Regions from separate parts of the Mus musculus genome. Here all the other regions are linked to region 1. A link is a contact called in public HiChIP or PLAC-seq and promoter capture Hi-C data. All regions are on one chromosome and are shown on one strand. The core of a region is the stretch at or near the end of the contact, and the rest is flanking DNA. Distances in the headings are between cores, read along the strand shown. Region 1 holds the start of Kcnn3 (potassium intermediate/small conductance calcium-activated channel, subfamily N, member 3). Region 2 has its middle 28 kb from the start of Ube2q1. Region 3 holds the start of Pklr (pyruvate kinase liver and red blood cell).

Region 1 (3,420 bases), core at 221-2,720:
TAATCCTCCCAAACACAGAGTCTGCACATTAGACACAGTGTGTGGGGATGTCCCCACAAAGGGAAGCAAGAAAGGAATTCTCACAGGACCATGGAAGAAAAACATGGGAAGTTAGGAAATCTCTCAAAATCAATCTCTCTCTCTCTCTCTCTCTCTCTCTCTCTCTCTCTCTCTCTCTCGTCTACATACTCCTTTTGTTGAATGTATAAAGAGAAACCACAGTCCCTACCTTTGAGTACAAACCCCAAGACAGTTCGGTCTCTATCACCATAACAACAATTCCAAACATCCCAAAAATCAGAGCATAGTCACTCAGTCGCTTTCTCTTTTCAAACAGGGCCCTCCTGTGTCCCAGCTTATAGCCAATGTTTTGGTTTTTCCGCTTGTTGGCTTTGGGGAAGGTGGTGCTGCCGGCCGTGGTGCCGGCATGCTGGTGGTTGTGGGTAGCGTTGGGGTGATGGAGCAGAGTCTGGTGGGCATGGTTATCCTCCCTGGAGGAGATGATAATCTCTGGGGGGTTGCTGGGACTGAAGAGCTGGAGGGGTTGGCCCTCAGGCTCAGCCTCGATAAGGTTTCTCCGAGAGGCGCTGAGGCGGCTGAGGGGCTTCATGACCCCACCGCTGTATTTGCAGGAGCTCATAGCTATCTCCGTGAAGGGATTGCTGTCCCGCCGGTGCACCAGGGGGCTGGCCTGCCGGTGCCGGCTGCCTCCACCGGGCCCACTTGTGGCTGTGGAACTTGGAGAGTGGCCAAGCAAGTGGTCATTGAGATTTAGCTGGCTGCCTTGCCTGGAGGAAGGGTGGAGGATGGCGGTAGAGTTGGCTGAAGTGGGGGCCCTGAACGCCGTGGGAGAAGAGTGCAACAGACCAGGATGGACAAGCTGGCTCTGGAGTTGGGCAAGCTGAGGCAGGGGGTGCAGTGGAGCCTGCTGCTGCTGCTGCTGCGACTGCTGCTGCTGCTGCTGCTGCGACTGTTGCTGCTGAGGCTGCGGAGGCTGAGGCTGCAGCAAGGGTCCCGGAGGCTGCTGGGGGACTGCTGGTGGCGCTGGCGGTGGTGGCGGTTGCTGCTGCTGCTGTTGCTCGTCCCCAGAAGATGGACAGGGACACTTGGGGTCTTCATCCAGGTCCCCCACCCCCGAGTCATGGAAGTGCCCAGAAGTGTCCATCTTGGGGCCTGGCTGAGTTCCCTGCAGCACGACCCTCCACCCCAAAGCCACCCTCGTTCCAAAGATGACCTCAAAGAAAGCCAGGCATCCAAGATTCCCCACCAGAAGTGTCTTGGCTCCAGTCCTCTCTCTTTGGTTTGCTTCAGTTCTCTGGGGCTGCCACTCGAGTATGCATTGTATTGGGCGGGTAGAAAAGCCAGGAGAGGAGCCGGGGGAAGGAGGAAGGGGCGAAAAGAACTCTATTCTGAAGGCGGTCCTCTAGGAGTGTATGAAGCAGACTCAGCTTCACTCCTCGCTGGCTCAATAGCTTCGCTCTCCTCCTCCTGACACTGTTATATGGCAAGCCAAGCCCACTTATTAGCCAGCGGTTTCATTGGCTTGGCTTAACTCTCCAACCCCTCCAAACTCCGCCTCCCTCTCAGGCTCCGCCTCCAAGAAGGGGCCTGCCATCCTTCGCTCCTCGCCGGGTGGCAGCGCAACGAGGGCTGGGAACTGTAGTTTTTGCTCCAAGACCACTACCACTCCAACCCCTCCACACTCCACCCGCAAGCTGAGCACCTGCCTTCTTTCCTCTGAAAGGTACGGTCAGGATACTGATGCCCACAGCAATCCCGGCTGAATGTTGGCGCTGGGGCGATGAAAGGAAGGGATCGAGAGCACCCTAAAGGGGAAGCTGTCACCATGCTGGGGAAACCGGGACCGGAGGACAAACGTTGATTAATAGCCAGTATCTGTACAGGTTGTTTTACACATTGGATTCCAGGTACATCTTCCAAAAGCCCAAGGGGATAGGGACTGTGCTCATATTTTACAAAGAAAATTAACACCGGGAGGCATTGAGCATAAACTGACAGAAGCAGAAGGGACCCACTCCTGACAGGGAGAAGCTCACCTACCTACCACTGTCAGAGCACCTGCGCTGTGTACAGGAGCCTCTGTTATTTCCAATCCTCACATCAACCCTATGAAGTGACGTCATCATCCTAAAAAAAGAAATAAAAGAAGGAAAAAGGAAAGAAAAGAAGCCCACTCACACGCAGATAAGAAATATGGCTCTTGTCACCCAGCTTGTAATTAAAGGCACTAGGATTTGAGCAGAGATCAGCCTGAGTCCACCACTCTTCTTCCGCTGCCTAGATGCTCCCCCCCCCCCATGATGATCAACACACAGTGGCTGTTCAATAAATAGTATCCACATGATGGATGGGAAAGGGCCAAAGAGAATCTGTCAAGGAAGAGCCAACTTCCCCAAAGCAGGATGTTTTAGTAACCTGGATCCAGCCTCTTCCAGAACAGCTGGGTCTGGAGTCACCTCAGGGTCGATGAGGACGACTGGAAATCCCAGTGGCTCCATGTCTGATCTGCCCCATGGGTCTCTGAGAGTCAGAGCTGGAAACAGCTGCTGGCTTCCCTGGTTCAGACTCCTCCTCATAAAGTATTTATTAGACTCCCACTGTGTGCAGAAGACTCTCCAAGGGGACAAGACCAGAGATGAATTTATTTCCATTTTTAATTGGGACAGCCTTAGCAATTGGGGGGGGGAGTGCTATGAATTCCTCTAGGCACACCTGGGCTCTAAGAGGGAGCATCTTCCTATCCACTTCCCAGCTCCCCACCATCCTCAGGCCTCTGTCTAGTGTCTCCCCTAGATAAGTGTGGAAGTACACATATCCAGATGCATGTGTGTGGTCACACCCGTGTACAGGTATGAGCACACACTTGCTCACACACACCCATCATGCTTCCAGAGCTTTCCCCCTGAATAGCAAGCATCAAATCGCCATGCCAGGGAGCATGGTAGAGTTCCCACCAATGAGCTGAGTGCCCTCTGCATACCAGTCCTCGCCTCTGCAAGCTGCTATGAAGACTGAGAGTAAACTGCTTGCACCATAAACCACACCCTCAGCTACCTGATAATGACAATCAATCTTGCACAAGATTGCTATCAATGATGATGGAGCAATGTGTACATACACACACACACACATGCACTCATGTGCACACGCCCTGGTACAAGCCTAGTGTCTCAGGCACATTTCCATCATCAGACAGGCCCCCAAGTCCCTACCTTACTTTCCAACATGGTCAGCCTGCCCAGTCCCTCTTCTCACCTGCCTCCTTCATTTCCCTCCCTCTTCAATCCGCAGAGTCAACAGTCTGACTCAAGGCTCCAGATCACATGATTAGGTTTTATGATCGAAAATAAATTAATACTAATACATTGTTAGAAGCAAAAATGTGCTGCTAGTACTGGA
Region 2 (3,411 bases), core at 255-2,754, 280 kb before region 1:
TCTTGCTCTCTTTCTCCCCGCTGCTGAGGGGGAGGGGGTTCTCCCCCTTCTAAAGAACTACACAGCCCTCTCCGTGTCTGCAGAGTCCGAAACAGGGGGCGCCGCAGTGACTACTTCCTTGTCTGGTTTGGAAAGCTGCTCCCCCTCTGTCCACTCTGGTTGGTATGTGGATGGTGTAGGTGAAACACTTGGCAAAGTGGCATCTCGGAACGCGCCACGCCACCTTTAACCCTCTGGCTTAGCAGCCAAGGGGGTCGGCTCCATCGGGTCCTAGTGCCAATGTCCTGTGGCCAGGGGCGTCTGTCCTTGTGCTGTTTTCTTACCTGAGATAGGCTATAGAGCTCTCTCAGACTTAGCTACCTCTGAGTGTGACCTCTCTTCAGGACAGGGTCTCACTATGTAGTCCAAACTGACCTTGAACTCAGTCTCCCCACTGCTGGAATTTCAGACACATGCCTAGCCTCATTTTTATTTCCAAGTAATAAAAGTTCTTTGAGTTTTGAGGGTGGTGTGTATTAAAGAAACACAAAGTTACAAATAGGCTATTTATGGTTAAAAAATATTTACTTCTAGTTCCTGAGGCACAGCTACTCCTGAGTCAAATTCTGTCACGTGGGTCCAGAAACTGCCCTGGATCTCCCCTTGACTGACTCCTAGAAGTTGTTCTCTGCCTCCCACATGCAAGTAAGTGGTGGGCCATGCATGGACGGACGGACGGACACATACACACACACACACACACACACACACACACACACACACACACACACGCCAAACAAACAAGGTTTTCTTTAAAAGAATACCTGGATTACAGAATGAGTTCAAGACCAGTTTGGGCATCTCATGGAAGCCCGCTTTCAACATAATAAGTAAGAGAAGAATTCTATGCCCTGGGTTTAGCCCCCAGTACTGGAAAGCAAAGTCAGGAATAGTGGCACACGCCTTGGATCTCAGGGCTGCAGGGGCGGGGTCAGGGGCTGGGGCTTTCTCTGAGGTTTGAGGCCAGTCTGGTCCACCATAGTTGAGTTCCAGACCAGCCAGAGCTACATAGTGAGACCCTGTCTCACACTTCCCATGCCCACTCCCATCCATTTGGGTGGAGCACTTGCTGTCAGGATGCCTATGGTCAGTCTGAGCTCGTAGCTTGGGCTCTCTGGAGTCTCAGATGGAGTAGTTCAGGGTGCTTTGCTTCCTATAGCCAGCCACACAGTGTCCTTAGTGCTGCATACTGACTGGCTCAGGCCCTTTGTCTCTCTCTGGATCTGTTCTCATAAAGGTCTCCTAGAATATGCCCTGTACTTGAATTTCTTAGAATTTGGCCCAAGCAGAGGTCATTTCAAGATGTTTGGGACCTCTCTATGGCTCCTTCTCTCTGGAGCACTCTCCCACAAATTCCTGTTACTGGACCTGCTTTTGTTGTCCTGCAAGGGTCTCTGTAGTCATTATAGGCTCTGCCAGCCTGTACTATGGATGGGAAAGTCCCCAGGCTAAAAGTCACTGTGAGGGTGGAGCTCAAGAGCCCTTTTCCTGTGGAAATTGCCCTCTGCAGTCTGTACAACAAACTTCAGCGTTGTGTGTGGGAGGAGTTAAATTCAGTCATGTGGGTCCAGAAACTGCCCCGGATCTCCCCGTGATTTCTCTTGGTCAGATGTGAGTTCCTAATGCTTTTAAATTAGGAATAAGTCATCAGGAGAGGTGTACAGAATCCCACCCATTTGGGAATCTAATATTCCTAGATCAACAACCCATGGGCTAAAAAGGAAATGAAACAAAAACGTTAAAATACTTAAAACAGAACAACAAAAGGCTCTAGCTTATGAGAAGTTTTTGACACATAATGAAAGCAGACATAATGAGGGGAGAGGCCCAGTTTTAACAAGGGAAGCTTGAAAATTAATGAGTGGATTGAAAAGTAGATTAACAAATAAGATATAAATTCAAAGAGAGAAGTAATGATGCTATTGAAAATGGTTTTGTTTGAAAAAATTAAAAAATTATGTTATAAGCTGTGCTTGGGTACAGGACTATAATGCTAGCTACGTAAGAGGCTATGGCAAGAGAAGCACAAGTTCAAGGACAGCTTTAGCTGCAGAAGGAGTTCAAGGCCAGCCTGGACCACTTAGTAAGACCTTATCACAAAAAAAGGGGAAAGGCTGAGGGTGCCTCTCAGGGATTGAGTTTTGCTTTGGAATGTTCTGGGAAGTCCCTGGGTTTTACACCCCCCACACACACACACACCCCACCCCACCCCCACAACACTCACACAAGTGCCGCAGACCCTTTTTGGTCCCTGTCTGCGTAGAACCGGTCTCTGGTTACATGTGGACAAGGAGTCAACAAATGACAGACAAAAATCAACACAAGAGGTTGTGTAGAATCTGAATGTATTGTCACAAAGTGAACACCAGTCTTATATAATACAGAAAACAAAGGGGTAGGATGTCACAGCAGGCAAAGCACATTGAAGTTACCTGACACAAAACAAAGGAATGACTTCAAAAGGACTTCCAGGAACCAGGTAATGTTTACAGTAAAGATAAAACAGCCCTGTCTAGGGTCAGCTAATGACAGGTAAGGATTTCACACCCTAGTCACAATTTGTGCTACTCCTTTGAGCCTTGTGAAAGCTTGCACCAGGGGATTCTGCTCTAGCAGACCTTCTCATGAATAATGTAACACTACAAACCCCCTATTTCCTAGGCCTTGGTAAATTCTTGTATCAGTTTAACTTGGCTGTTGTTTTAAGTATCTGTGGAGAATCTCCATTTGTCAGAAGAATTCACCAACTTGCTTCTAACATGCAGTGTAGCCTGCTATACCTGGCTGTAGTGAAGATTCCTGTCTCAGTGGGAGTCCCTAACTCTTACATGTTAAACCCACCTATTAGCTAGACCATTGTGTATTCCCTTGTCTGGATGAGACTGGCTACTGTCCTAAGTAATCACCCTGCAGACCAGCCCTGGAGCTATTCTAGCTCTGTTCTTTGTAATGCCTAATTAGTTTCACCATCTCTACTAGGAGTAAATTTGAATGTTACAGAATAGGTAACCTTCTTACTGAATTCCAAGTTTGTCCGCTTCAAGGATTTTCTGGGACGTTGGAACACTGGCGAAGGCTTAGCTATGTCAGAATTCAATCTTTAAAGGCACTTATAATAAAATAATACTAAAAGAGAGCACGTGCATCCATACACCAGACAAACGCGGGGATAGGGTATGAATGAATATACAGGTTATGAGAATGCCAAGGTTCCAGGAGGTTGAGTTTCCTTGAAACTCTTTGCCTTGTGAGTGCTTCCAGAGTTCCGGTGCTCTGGGCACGCAGATACGGAAGAACTGCTGCATGCTTTCCATGAGGTCCCGGGTGGGGGGGTCTGGCTGTGGGAAGCCACAGGACTCTAGCTCAGCAGGG
Region 3 (3,556 bases), core at 311-2,810, 380 kb after region 1:
CAAGGTGGCACATACCTTTAACCCGGCCCAGCTCTCAGGAGGCAAAGGTAGGTGGATTTCTGAGTTTGAGACCTGCCTGCCCAACAGCCAGAGCTACAACATAAGAAGATTCTGTCTCAGAAAAAAAAAAGAAAAAGAAAAAGAAGCAAATACAACAACACCCGCAACAACAACAACACCTGCAAATCTCACAAATATTTGTTGAATGAATGACCATGGCAAAGATAGCACAGTAAGGAGACACCAGAGTCATGCAGGCGGCCCAGTGTGGCGGCCCAGGGTTGGGTGGTCTTACCGATGGTGGCAATGATGCTGGTGCTCCTAGCGGCCACAGGCTCTGAGTCGATATCCAGAAGGCAGAGGTGTTCCAGGAAGGTGTCCGCCATAGCTGCGGGCAGTTGCTGCTGCTGGAAGAAGGCAGTGCCCAGCTCCTGGGTCAGCTGGGCCACACTGGCACGTCTCAGGTATCCTGCTGGCCCTGCGGTAGATGGGGACTCAGGATCCTGCACAGACAATCGCCTATCCCCCATGTGCTTCCTGCCAGTGCACCCTGTGTCTATTCAGCCCTCCGGTCTGTGTGAGGAGGCCTTCCTTCAATCTGAGTGTCACACATTACTTTGTTTAGTCTCCAGGGTTCTATGGAGCAGGCTGTTAGATGTGCTCTTTCCCAACTTTACAAGGAAGGAAAAAGACGGAGAGAGAAAATGCACTGTCTAAGAAAAGGGCATCTTCCAAGGAAGATGATTCAAATCTAGGTCTAGCTCAAAGCTGAGTCCTTACGGACCCAGTTACCGAGACCCTCCCCCACCCCGCCCCCCAGCAGACCACTCAGCCTCAGCACCCCCAGAAGCCTCCCTCAAGTCTCAAGGCATCTCATTCTCTAGGCCTGGAATCTCTCTGTTACTTTTCCTTGTTTACTTCCTTCTAGCTCCAGGCAACTCTCTGGCTTCCCCACTTCCCTCCCCTCCAAGTTCCCTCCATCTATACAGTGCGGCTCTATCCCCTGCCTGCCCCCTTGTGGGGGAAACCCCCGTAGCTTGACCCAGCCCGGCTCAGTAGAGCACCTTCCATACTGCTGCGTACCTGCTGTGTCTGTGGGTCTGCTTTATACTCTGCCTTTGTCAGTGGGATGGGGCCTGGCACAGACGAGATCAGTCCTGGTTAAAGTATAACCAGCTAGCATCTCTCTTGCCAATGGAAGCCTTGTACACTGGGGGCCAGAGTCCAGGAACCACGGGAGTGCCCCGTGGCGTCCATGCTGCCGGATCCCCTTTGGCCTGTCTGCAGAGCCTGGATCAAAGGCTCAAATCAAATTTAACAGAGGCTGTAGTGGGCATCCTTCCCCCAAGGCCTCCACCCCCAACACTGATTCTACCCTAATTCTCCTCTCTGTTCAGTGGCTTCCCTTCCTCTTCTTACCTCCTGGAGCCCCACTTAAAGCAGACTTTGCTAAGTCTTTTTGGGACTTAAAGATCCAGGGCCAGAGCTGCTGGGGTAGCTCGTTCTCTTGGACAGACATGCTTCCAAAGTGTGGGACTGGGGCTGCAAGAACCACAGACTGGGAGGAGAGTGTACCCTAACTGCTGGTCTTATCTGCAGGAGCCAGAGAATAGAAAAGAGGCACACCCAGTAGGCAGCCCCATCCCCACACAGAGTCCCTTCTGGAGGGCTGTCGGTTGTCAGTCCCCACATCTTCCCTTCCCCTAGGTCATCCGTTTTTCCTGGTCAATTTTTAGTCCATTCATACTGTCAGTCCATCAGCTTCAATAGAGACTAGTTCATCGCCAGTGATACAATCCTTTTCTCTTTGTATTTTATTGACAAGAATCTTAGGTATATTCTCAGAGCAAGAGCTTGAATGTGGGGACTAGATTGTGGAAAAGAGGGAGGAACTTTTTTTTCTCTTCTCTTCTCTTCTCTTCTCTTCTCTTCTCTTCTCTTCTCTTCTCTTCTCTTCTCTTCTCTTCTCTTCTCTTCTCTTCCCTTCCCTTCCCTTCCCTTCCCTTCCCTTCCCTTCCCTTCCCTTCCCTTCCCTTCCCTTCCCTTCCCTTTCCTTTCCTTTCCTTTTCTCTTCTAGACAGGGTTTCTCTGTGTAGACCAGGCTGGCCTCGAACGCAGAAATCTGCTTGCCTCTGCCTCCCAAGTGCTGGGATTAAAGGCGTGCGCCACCACCACCTGGCAGAGGGGAACCCTTTGATAGACGTTAGAGGGTATCTCAGTTTCTCGCATCTGTTCCTCTGTGAATCCAAAGATGAAACTATAAACAGTTCTAGGCACTAATTGATAAACTTGTTTAGATTGATGTTGACGAACCATATTAGTAAACACAGGAAGCCTGAGCACAGGGGAGTTCTTCAGCCATCGTGGGGACATCGCACCCAACTCACTTTTTACCAAGGCACCAGGGAGAGTGACCTTGCCTTGCTGACCACCATGAGCATAAGCTGCAGTCCTGCTGTCAAAATTCCCTATAACTACCCCAACCAACAGACGGGCCACCTGGCACTTACTTTTTTTCCATATCCCAGATGACCCTAGACTGGGGATTCTCTTGACCCCATTCTTGGGTGACTTTACAAGTTCAGCAAAGTTGCTAGAACAGTGGGATTCTCTAGGAAGGCTTCCATGACACTATGACAATGACAATGGCCAGTGACAACCCTGGAGGATACAGTGGGAGTCAAGCAGATAGAAAGATGGAACCTTCGCCCTCCATGGGTTTTAATATAGTGTGTGTGGGGAAATGACAGACTACTAGCAAATAAATAAATACTTTAAACTGGGTAAGGGGTGTCAGGCATGGATCATAGGACTGGGCAGGGTGGCCGGGTGGGACAGTGGTGTATCTTAGGCACCTCTTAAATAAGATGAGGCTTTCTTTAATGTGATTATGCTTAAGCTATTAAGGATGAGAAGGCACCAGCAGGGGCTGCAGGGGCAGCAGGGGCAGCAGGGGCAGCAGAGGAAAGAGTTTCCTGTAGGTTGCATATGTCCCATAACTCTGAGGAACAAAAGCTTTTTGTGTAAGAGAAACTGGTTAGGGGGACGTGGCCATGGTAAACCTGGGCGCCTGAGCAAAGAGCCACTGGTATGGCTGCCAGGGACATAATATAATTCAAGTTAGGTCTTAGGTAGCTCTAGCTGACCGATGTAAACAGTCATGGATTCAGAAGACAGAGGTGAGTCTTGGGAGTTGATCAGGGTGGGAGGTGACAGGCTAGCCTGGGTGGCACTGTGGGGGAGGGGAGAAGTCTGTGAGATGTGTTTTGGAGACAGGCAGACAGAGCAGAATGACTGCGGAGCTGTGCTGGTAAGAGAGGCTTTCAGTACTTAGAGTGTAACATGGAGAAGAAGGCAGTGCCCAGCTCCTGGGTCAGCTGGGCCACACTGGCACGTCGCAGGTATCCTGCTGGCCCTGCGGTAGATGGGGGACTTCTTTTGCTCTGGAGTCAAATGTCCATCTACTCGTCCTTGCAGAACCAGCATTGAGGCACAGAGACAGGAGGAAGTCATCTTTCTCTGAGGGTCACCTTGGAAGATGTGACAGCTAATTGAA

Evidence for each region. HiChIP or PLAC-seq counts read pairs in DNA pulled down with a chosen protein or histone mark. Capture Hi-C pulls out chosen DNA fragments and counts their contacts.
Region 2: a contact with region 1 is called in an H3K27ac HiChIP or PLAC-seq map of embryonic stem cells, with 4 times the contacts expected there. The contact joins the enhancer-like site here to the promoter of Kcnn3 in region 1. A contact is called at or near these places in 3 of 39 promoter capture datasets (embryonic stem cells, hippocampal neurons and stem cell-derived epiblast-like cells) and 6 of 115 datasets of contacts at active chromatin or transcription factors (bone marrow-derived dendritic cells, embryonic stem cells and stem cell-derived neural progenitor cells).
Region 3: a promoter capture Hi-C map of liver shows a contact between it and region 1, with 2.4 times the contacts expected there. The contact joins the promoter of Pklr here to the promoter of Kcnn3 in region 1. A contact is called at or near these places in 3 of 9 other capture datasets (adipose tissue, liver and macrophages).

Annotation. Positions count from the first base shown.
Region 1 is chr3:89,518,214-89,521,633 of GRCm38.p6, reverse strand. It overlaps Kcnn3 (potassium intermediate/small conductance calcium-activated channel, subfamily N, member 3), which reads right to left and starts at 1,470. Exons shown (of 8, transcript NM_080466.2): 1 at 230-1,470. The coding sequence starts at 1,165.
Region 2 is chr3:89,799,789-89,803,199 of GRCm38.p6, reverse strand. No RefSeq gene overlaps it. Among named protein-coding and RNA genes, the nearest start is that of Ube2q1, 28 kb to the right of the region's middle. Within about 2 kb of position 1,504, at least 68 of the 459 cell types and tissues checked have an H3K27ac peak or open chromatin away from gene starts, as enhancers often do. A contact at or near this core is called in bone marrow-derived dendritic cells, embryonic stem cells and stem cell-derived epiblast-like cells, where this site is marked.
Region 3 is chr3:89,134,146-89,137,701 of GRCm38.p6, reverse strand. Pklr (pyruvate kinase liver and red blood cell) reads right to left here and starts at 1,560. Exons shown (of 11, transcript NM_013631.2): 1 at 1,420-1,560; 2 at 296-478. The coding sequence starts at 1,519.